Linked DNA regions of Mus musculus: region 1 is linked to region 2. Evidence: chromatin contacts called from public Micro-C data. All regions are on one chromosome and are shown on one strand. The core of a region is the stretch at or near the end of the contact, and the rest is flanking DNA. Distances in the headings are between cores, read along the strand shown.

Region 1 (4,741 bases), core at 377-2,876, 370 kb before region 2:
ATTTTGACTAAACAAGGCTCTGGGGATCCTTCCTGCCCAGTTCATCTCACATCCAGTCATTTACTCTCAAATCAGAAGAAAGTGAACAAAGGTTCAGTCCCTAATAGTCTCCCCTCCCACCTCCATCTTTCCCCTCCACTGACTGCAGTCAGAGTTTGAAAGCCAAACTCAACCCTAGAGAATTGGCAGGGGCCAGGAGGGAGGGGCTTAACTCGGGTCAAAAGGAATCTGCAAGCAAGCACACTATAGAGAACCTCCTTTAATTTCATTAGGTGGATGGGGCAAGGGGTTTGATTCTTTCTCTGTGTTACATGGGAGGAAGATAATTTCCTTTCTGAGCTACTATTTCTCTTCTTCTACCCCAATGAGCCCACTCACCTTCTGAGGTAAAGAGTAATAAAATGAAAAGTATGTCTCCATGTGTATTCACCAGCATTAAGACCTGGATTCCTTTCTCCTTCTACAATTGTCTAAGGAAAAACCGGAAGCTCTCATGGTGTCTGCACAGCTTTAGCCAGAAACACAGCTAGATATGAAAATATATGTTCTATGTTTGGAGGGGCCCCTTGGTACTTCTTTTATTCAGTCTAGAAGAAGTTTCTAAAGATTAAACAAGTGTGTGTGTGCGTGTGCGTGTGTGTGTGTGTGTGTGTGTGTGTGTGTGTGTGTGTGTGTGTGTGTGTGTAATGACTCTAGCTGATATGAGTGGTGACTGGCACTGTTTGGGTTATTCACAAGACACACTGCAGCAAGGACAAATGAGAAATGTCTCAGCTCAGTGACTGAGAGCCAGAGTAGCCAGTAACTATGAGGGGTACCACCCAGATCACCACCTCCCTTCCCAGAGTCCATTCCTTCTGCACCAGCCCATCCTGTCTCACTGCGGGAGACTATGCTGTCCTGGCTATAAAAATTGCCAACCCCTTGCTGTTCAGTTATCAACCAGTGGCTATCTCTGTCACAGTGGGTAGGAGTGGACAAACCAACCTTTCTTTTTGCTAACAGGGAATGCTTAAAGAAAGCAGGCAGCCAACTTTGTTGGATGTAGCCACAGCTTACACACTACACCTCAGACAACTAGAGATGGATTAATAGCCTATTATTAGGTGGTGGAGAGAGGGAAAGAAGGGAAGAAGGCAGGAGAGGCAGAAACAATCAAATAATTTCTTATGATTTTTAAATTGAAATCCATTTATTTGACTTTTACAGAGAGACATAAAGAAAGTTAGGGATGGTTTGTCCCTCATCATCCTATATGTTCATGGCAAGGAGTGAGGACGTCTCTTTAGTGACTACCATTATATCCATTCTTACACTGCTCTCTTTCTTTCCCTCCCTCCTTCTCTCTACCCATCCCTTTCTTCCCCCTCCCCTCTCCCCCTTTCTTGTGTGTGTGTGTGCACGTGCATGCATGTGCACATGTGAGTGTGTAAATTATGTAAATCCATGTGATTGGCTGAGGAGTGGTTAAGGAGGCTTGCTCAGGAATGTGCGGCTGAGGGAGGGGAGGGGAGAATGGGGTCCACTTGTTTCACTTGTTTTCATGTCAGGTTTTGCTAGCCAGCTGGAGAGAGGGGAAAGAAGAGCTTAAAACCCTGGTAGAGAATTTTTCCCTTGGTCTGAACATTGTTTAAATTCCTGAAGTGGGTGATCCCTGTAATAAATACTTTGGACTTTGTGAGACAGATGTATTTACTACTCAAGTTTAAAGTTTGGATTTGATGGCTATGAGCTTGGGAATTCATGAGATTGGGGTGTGTGTGTGTGTGTGTGTGTGTGTGTGTGTGTGTGTGTGTGTGTGTGTGTGTGTGTGATGTTGGTTCCCAGTCTGCGTGCTCGAGGACTTACAAGAATTCCATTTATAGCAAAGCAAATTTCTCTCCCCATTTCCTGTGGTTGCTTCGTCAAGGCTGGGCCTCACCCTGTGTTTTGGATGTCATTGGCCTAGAAGATGTTAGATGAGAGAAGGAGGAAACTGGAGCCTAGGTGTTCTTACTCACTTGTATGTGAGTGAAATGTTGTACCAGGTCACTTGGTATGAATGAAGGAAAACAATGAAGTAAAGGAGCAGCCATAGAAGCAAATACCTCCAAATGCCTAGAGGAAGAGTGTTGTGGGAAATATTAAAAAGGAATATCCATATCCTACACTAGCCGGGCACCGAACATGAGGGCTGCATGGCTCCAATGGGGTGTTGTCAACTCATCAGTATCTCTGGCCTGAAGCTCTTAAAATGTCTGTACCAACTCGCTAAGTTCCCTTGATGGGTCGCTGCCATGCCAGCCCCAATGCAATGACCACTCACCTTGAGGTTAGCTATCACAATTCCCAGTAACTGGGTAAAATCAAAACTCTAGAAGCTTATAATTAATCACACAATAACTTCAGAGCCAGTTGATAATGATCCAAGCTGCCCACCTAGATTAGACAAGTTATTTTATCCCTGTATGATATTATATCTATGTGTGGCTATTTAAAGCCACATTGAATCTGAGTCATCCTGTCCTCCTCCATCTTTCTTCCCCCTTCCTCTCTCCAGAGTCCTTCCCTGTCTCTGCAACCCTTAGCTCCGCCTCCCTTTTCTCTGTCCAATCACAGGCCTCCTCCTGCATTAATATTTAAATTAATTGGACAGGGATAATCCTGTCACAGAAGAGCCAGAAAGATATGAGCATATAGTCCATGTTGTATATTCTATCTACATTTTGTGTCAGGCAGCCATTATGTATTTATTGTAAAAGAAGATTGTATCATTTGAAGTATGGGCTCTTTCAGGACCCAGAATCTCTTGGTCAGGTTAGAACATGGTATAGTCCTCTAAATACTACTGTATCAGCCCTGCTTGAGAAAACAAGGGACCCAGGTTATGAACAGGAAACACACTGGAGCTGTGCTGCCTGTGAGCCACCATTGCCTTCTGGGTTGTCAGAAGTGTTGTTTGTGCACATAGAGCCAAGGCCAGAATGGCCACTCTCTTCTATGGGTGTCAGCATCACTCCACACTGATGGAAAGAGGGGGTAAGTGACTGGTCACTATAGACCTCACTCAACAGTTTAGGTTTGGTTTTCCAAAGACAGTCTGCACCAAGCTGAGTGACGTGGCCATGCCTGATGGGGTCCCATGCTCTAGGGGACTCAGTCACAGGCCACTGTGTGCACAGTGCCTGCTGACACCCATTAACCCAGATAGTATTTCTGTTTTCCAGTATGGGAGTGATTTCGCTCTCAGTGTTAAACAGTGTTAGGTACGAGATGGAGCATCGTCTCACTTCGGCCTTGAGCAGAGTACTCAGAGCCGGCACCAAGAGCAGCCTGGAGATGCCTGGCCCATCAGTCCTGTAAAAGGTTGCAAGGGGGCAGGCTAGGTTTTATAATCCACTTGTGGCAGATTTACTACTTTGAGCTAATGTGTAAATTGGCATATAAGAGACTCCATCATTCTACCTAGATCACTCTCTGGAACCAGGAAGCGCCTCATAATAAATAACCAATCTAGCATTTGTTTGAGAAAAACTTGCATTGTATAGGCTAAAGCCCGTGATGCTTACAGCAGTAGGAATAACTATGTAAAAATATACTATTTTAAGCCAATGCTTTAATTTTAATTTATGTGCTGTAGCTTCTAGGGCCGTTTTTGTTTTTGTTTTTGTTTTTGTTTTGCATTGTATGCTTTATTTCTGTTGCTATTTTTGTTTTTGAGATCCTGAAAATTTTTTCTTTAGTATATCACTAATAAATACATGTTACTTCCAGCATTTTCTTGCAAGGCTTGTAATTTCCACTAGGACTTTATTATCCTTTATGGAAAGTCACAGTGGGCTTGATCATAAATGCAGAATTACTGCTGAAGAACTCCCTCCTCACAAGCTGTCTCTGTGTGTTAATGGAACTAACCTTTAAAATCGCCTGATTACGGGTCTCAAGGAGGAAGGAGTGCCATTCACCTTTCCCTTGTAGGTCCACACCCACTTCTTTGCAAGCAACACAAAAAAAAAGTCCTAAGTTGAAGCCCAAAGAGAAGGCATAGACTCAGGAAGAGTGAGCCTGGCTAAAACTCTGAGTGGAGTCCCACAGCCACCCAACCCAGCAGGCTGCCCTCCCTAAATGATCCACGAATTGTGTGACTTTCCAGAGTATATCCGTTCACTGGACATCTTCAGAATGTAATACATTTATTACTCTGAGAACATTCATTTGAATATCCCTGACCAGCTATGGAGCACACTATTAGATATGGAGCACCAGCAATCTGAGCAACGGGAAACCTCAGCACTATTTGTTGGTAAAAATGTTCAGCCCCTGGGTACCTGAGTAAGCAGGGTGCCAGCCTAGTGTCAGACTTGATGGTTCACTATGGAAATCTCAAAGGTAGAGGTGGTTTCAACAAGCAGGTATTAAAATCCTCTGGACATTACTTGAGTATTCTTAAGAAGGTTTGCAAAGTTCCCTGGGAGTTTGCCCGGTAGACTCTAGGGTAGGTTGGGACACTGAGGTAGAGTAGGACTTCTGTCCTCAGAGTGAGAGAGAATGGAGTCCAGGAAGTGTGGACTTTCAGGTGTGTCACCTGCCTGCTGTGTGGAGCCCAGGAGAGCTGCAAACGCTTCCCAACAACAACAACAAAATCACAGACTTACTCAAAGCAACTTAAGAATGCCTTGCTGTTTTATTTCATTCATTCATTCATTCATTCATTCATTCATTCATTCGCTATTTGTATCTGGACTGCACAGTCCTCAAGTAT
Region 2 (4,276 bases), core at 399-2,898:
CACCATCATAAAGGACTCTGAGCTCGGTCTTGACCCAGCTCTTCCTCCAAAGGAAAACAGTTCCCATTTCTCATCAAAGGGTTTATTCCTTCTTTTCAATAAGCAGTGTCCCTTTGCTGGGCTGAATTTGGATTAGTGACCTAACTCAGTTGTTAGAACTATAAGATGGTTGGGGGGGGGGGGGAACTTAGGTCACTAATCCAAAAACTAAAGTTTAGAGTGCCACCCAAGCGACTTACCCAAGGTCTACATAGATGTGCCAGAGTGGACAGCATCCAGAACTAGGGTACCTTATTTCTAGTATACATTTCCTTTTCTAGTCACCACTCTCTGCCCACTGAGGCTGTTTGCCCCAGCCAGATGATGCAAACCTGTGTACTTGTGAAATCGAAGTACCTTGGAGGAAAATCTCAGGATCTTTGTTTACACTAAGTCTGGAGATCTATGAGAAAGCATTCAAAAGCATAAAGTGCCTGTCAGTGTGTAAATATGGCACAGATGCGCACACACACACACACACACACACACCAGCCAGAACTAAATGCAGGGATCACAAAGGGCCAGCAGAGGGCGCGCCGCCCCCAGGGAGGTGAGAGCTAGTTGTACCAAGCAGCGAAGATTAGGAGAGCCACAGGCTAGGAGGATGTACCTCTATCTCCCCGCCACTCACCCGGTAGGACTAGGCGAAGGAGGAGGGTGAGAAGACCCCCGACTCCCCGCTTCGTGGATCTGAGGGGCAGAGAAGGGGTGCTACCTAGAAATTACATCACGCTGCGCAACGCTGCGGCTCTTGGTGTGTGTGTGTGTGTGTGTGTGTGTGTGTGTGTGTGTGTGTGTGTGTGTGTGTGTGTGTGTTGGGGGGAGGGGACTTACCCCAAGCCCGAGAGAGAGAGAGAGAGAGAGAGAGAGAGAGAGAGAGAGAGAGAGAGAGAGAGAGAGAGAGAGAGTGTAAAAAAGACACGCACCCGGGAAAATGCTCCATGCACATGGAGAAATTTCTTGCTAGGAACTGCACTGGAAACCGGGCCCCCGGCATCTCCCTGCTGCTCCCCTCCCGGTACAAATCACTCAGCTAGTGAGAGTCCCCCAGCCCCACCTCGACAACCCCACACCCCTCAACTCCAGCCCTGCACCCTCCAGCCTGGCTCCAGCGCCGCCACGAGCTTTCCCCGGGACTGGCCCTGGCGGGGCGCCTAGAGCCCCATTGCATTGCTCCAGGAGAAAGGAGGGGGGCGGTGCATTTTGTAGGAGGAGGAGAACCGGGGCGGGGGTTGGGGGGGGGAGAGAAAATTGCGCGGAGACCTGCCAAGCGCCACCGCCGCCGCCGCCACCGCCGCTGCCGCGCCGCCGCCGCCTGTGAGCTCCGGCGGGCAGCCTGACTGTCGGCTTCCCGGGGCATCTGGGTCCGGCGGGGCACAGTCCTGGGCGCTGCCGGAGCCGCCGCCGCCGCCGCCGCCGCGGCGACCAGTGCAGTCGCTTTCCCCCCGAGCCCGTGCGTCTCCGGCTCCTCGCGGGTGGAGGAGTTGGGGGTGGGGTTGTTGTTTGGGGGGAAGAAGGGGGAGGGGGCAACGCGGAGAGAGAGTCAGTGGTTTCCATGGTGATGGAGCTGAAAGTGCAGGAAATTTAAAGGCTTGGACCCTGCGAGACAGACAAACCGGTGCCAACGTGCGCGGACGCCGCCGCCGCCACCGCCGCCACCGCCGCTGGAGTCCGCCGGGCAGAGCCGGCTGCGCTGCCCGGAGCAGGCAGAGAGAAGTGGCCCAGGACCCGCTCTACCGGAGGCTCCGCACAGAGAAACAAGACGCCGAGCGACCGGAGGAGGAGGAGGGAAAAGGCTCGTCCACGCGCCCTGCGCCGCCGGCAGCCCGGGAGAACAGCGAGGAGCCGGCGCCCCCAGCGCCCCACGGTCGCGCTGGAGTAATCTCGGATGCCCGACCGCGGCCGCCTTCCCAAGTAGAGCGGCGGGGGGGAATTGCGACCAACTCGTGCGCGTCTTCTGCGCCGCGGCGGGAGCCGGCGCTGCGCGAACGGCTCTCCTCGCGGCTCATGCTGCCTGCCCTGCGCCTGCTCAGCCTCGGGTGAGCCACCTCCGGAGGGACCGGGGAGCACGGCAGCGCCGCGGACTCGGCGTGCTCTCCTCCGGGGACGCGGGACGAAGAGGCAGCCCCGGGGCGCGCGCGGGAGGCATGGAGCGCTGCCCCAGCCTGGGGGTCACCCTCTACGCCCTGGTGGTGGTCCTGGGGCTGCGGGCAGCACCAGCCGGCGGCCAGCACTATCTACACATCCGCCCAGCACCCAGCGACAACCTGCCCCTGGTGGACCTCATCGAACATCCAGACCCTATCTTTGACCCTAAGGAGAAGGATCTGAACGAGACGCTGCTGCGCTCGCTGCTCGGGGGCCACTACGACCCGGGCTTTATGGCTACTTCGCCCCCTGAGGACCGACCCGGAGGGGGCGGGGGACCGGCTGGAGGTGCCGAGGACCTGGCGGAGCTGGACCAGCTGCTGCGGCAGCGGCCGTCGGGGGCCATGCCGAGCGAGATCAAAGGGCTGGAGTTCTCCGAGGGCTTGGCCCAAGGCAAGAAACAGCGCCTGAGCAAGAAGCTGAGGAGGAAGTTACAGATGTGGCTGTGGTCACAGACCTTCTGCCCGGTGCTGTACGCGTGGAATGACCTAGGCAGCCGCTTTTGGCCACGCTACGTGAAGGTGGGCAGCTGCTTCAGCAAGCGCTCCTGCTCTGTGCCCGAGGGCATGGTGTGTAAGCCATCCAAGTCTGTGCACCTCACGGTGCTGCGGTGGCGCTGTCAGCGGCGCGGGGGTCAGCGCTGCGGCTGGATTCCCATCCAGTACCCCATCATTTCCGAGTGTAAGTGTTCCTGCTAGAACTCGGGGGGGCCCCCTGCCCGCGCCCAGACACTTGATGGATCCCCACCAACGCCCCCCCTACCCCCACCACCTCCAACCAGTTTCACCACCCTCTAGCGAGGGTTTTCAATGAACTTTTTTTCTTCTTGGCTACAGAGACCTGGCTTTCTGGTTCCTGTAATGCACTGTTTAACTGTGTAGGAATGTATATGTGTGTGTATATACGGTCCCAGTTTTAATTTACTTATTAAAAGGTCAGTATTATACGTCAAAAGTTACCCGGCTTCTACTGTATTTTAAAAAGGCAAGCAAAAGGAAAAAAGAGCAGAGAAAAGAGAGACTTATTCTGGTTGTTGGTAATAATGTTAACCTGCTATTTATATCCCAGTACCCTTCGCATGGCGAAGCAGGGGGGAAAAGTTATTTTTTCTTAAAAGTACAAAGAGAGGGGGAACTTTTGTAGAAGGACTTTTTTTTTAAAAAAAAGCTATTTTCCATTCTTCGGAAAGTGTTTTGATTTTCCTTAGACCTCGAAGAAGTTATAGAGTTCAATGTTATTTTACAGTTATTGTAAATATAGAGAACAAATGGAATGACTAATCATTGTAAATTAAGAGTATCTGCTATTTATTCTTTATAATATCCCGTGTAGTAAATAAGGAAGAAGTGCAGAACAGGATTAAAGAAAACCACTAAAACCGACTGGGCTCTACACTGTGATTCACTTGTGTTGGTGATTGATGGGGGGGTGGGTGTCGCCGAGCTTACTACGCCTATTGGGAGACATGCTCATCCGTTCGTACTCCCCCCCCCCTTGTGGGGTGATGAAGGTGACTGTAAAATTTTCAGTGTGTGTGCCGGGGCGGGGGGGGGGGGGTGTTATTCTCAAACCCCATCTTTTAAGTATCATGTGGCTTTCTGCAGAGTCTCCAAGGGTACCCTCCCCGGTGACACGAAAGCTCAGGCCTATAGTGACCTCGACACCCAGCCGGCCCCCTGGAGCTGACCCCGGGCTGGGCCGATGAGGGCGGGAGGGAGGGGGCGGCTGCTTTGTCCAGGCTGACAGGCCCTTCACAATGGGGACACGTGTCTTTCACACCTTCCCTGGGGGCGGAGTGCCGCTGAAACTTGACCCCCGAGGAATGGGGGGGGGTGTCAGAGCGCGCCCACCCAGATCCAGCCACCCCTCCCTCCTTGCACCCCCACCACAATATCCAGCCCTTGTTAACCCTTTGCACGCCCAGAAACTATGGTGGTTACGGCTAAAGTGACCCCTTGAATTCAACTACATACAACCTCAGGGATCCTGCAGGTCTGGAGCCCCCACGTCCCAGACCCACAACTGACTAGGGAGAGATAATTTGGATATTTGACACTCACATGGGCCTCTTCCAGGACCTAAGGAAGAC

The links. A called contact is a pair of places that touch in the nucleus more often than the background predicts.
Region 1: a Micro-C map of embryonic fibroblasts shows a contact between it and region 2, with 5 times the contacts expected there. The contact joins the enhancer-like site here to the promoter of Nog in region 2. A contact is called at or near these places in 2 of 484 Hi-C or Micro-C datasets (embryonic fibroblasts and myocytes) and 2 of 115 datasets of contacts at active chromatin or transcription factors (embryonic forebrain and neural tube).

The regions. Positions count from the first base shown.
Region 1 is chr11:89,669,501-89,674,241 of GRCm38.p6, reverse strand. The region is part of intron 1 of Ankfn1 (ankyrin-repeat and fibronectin type III domain containing 1); the gene reads left to right. Among named protein-coding and RNA genes, the nearest start is that of Ankfn1, 25 kb to the left of the region's middle. Within about 2 kb of position 1,626, at least 10 of the 459 cell types and tissues checked have an H3K27ac peak or open chromatin away from gene starts, as enhancers often do. A contact at or near this core is called in embryonic fibroblasts, where this site is marked.
Region 2 is chr11:89,299,931-89,304,206 of GRCm38.p6, reverse strand. It overlaps Nog (noggin), which reads left to right and starts at 1,648. Exons shown (of 1, transcript NM_008711.2): 1 at 1,648-3,569. The coding sequence starts at 2,187. The coding sequence ends at 2,885.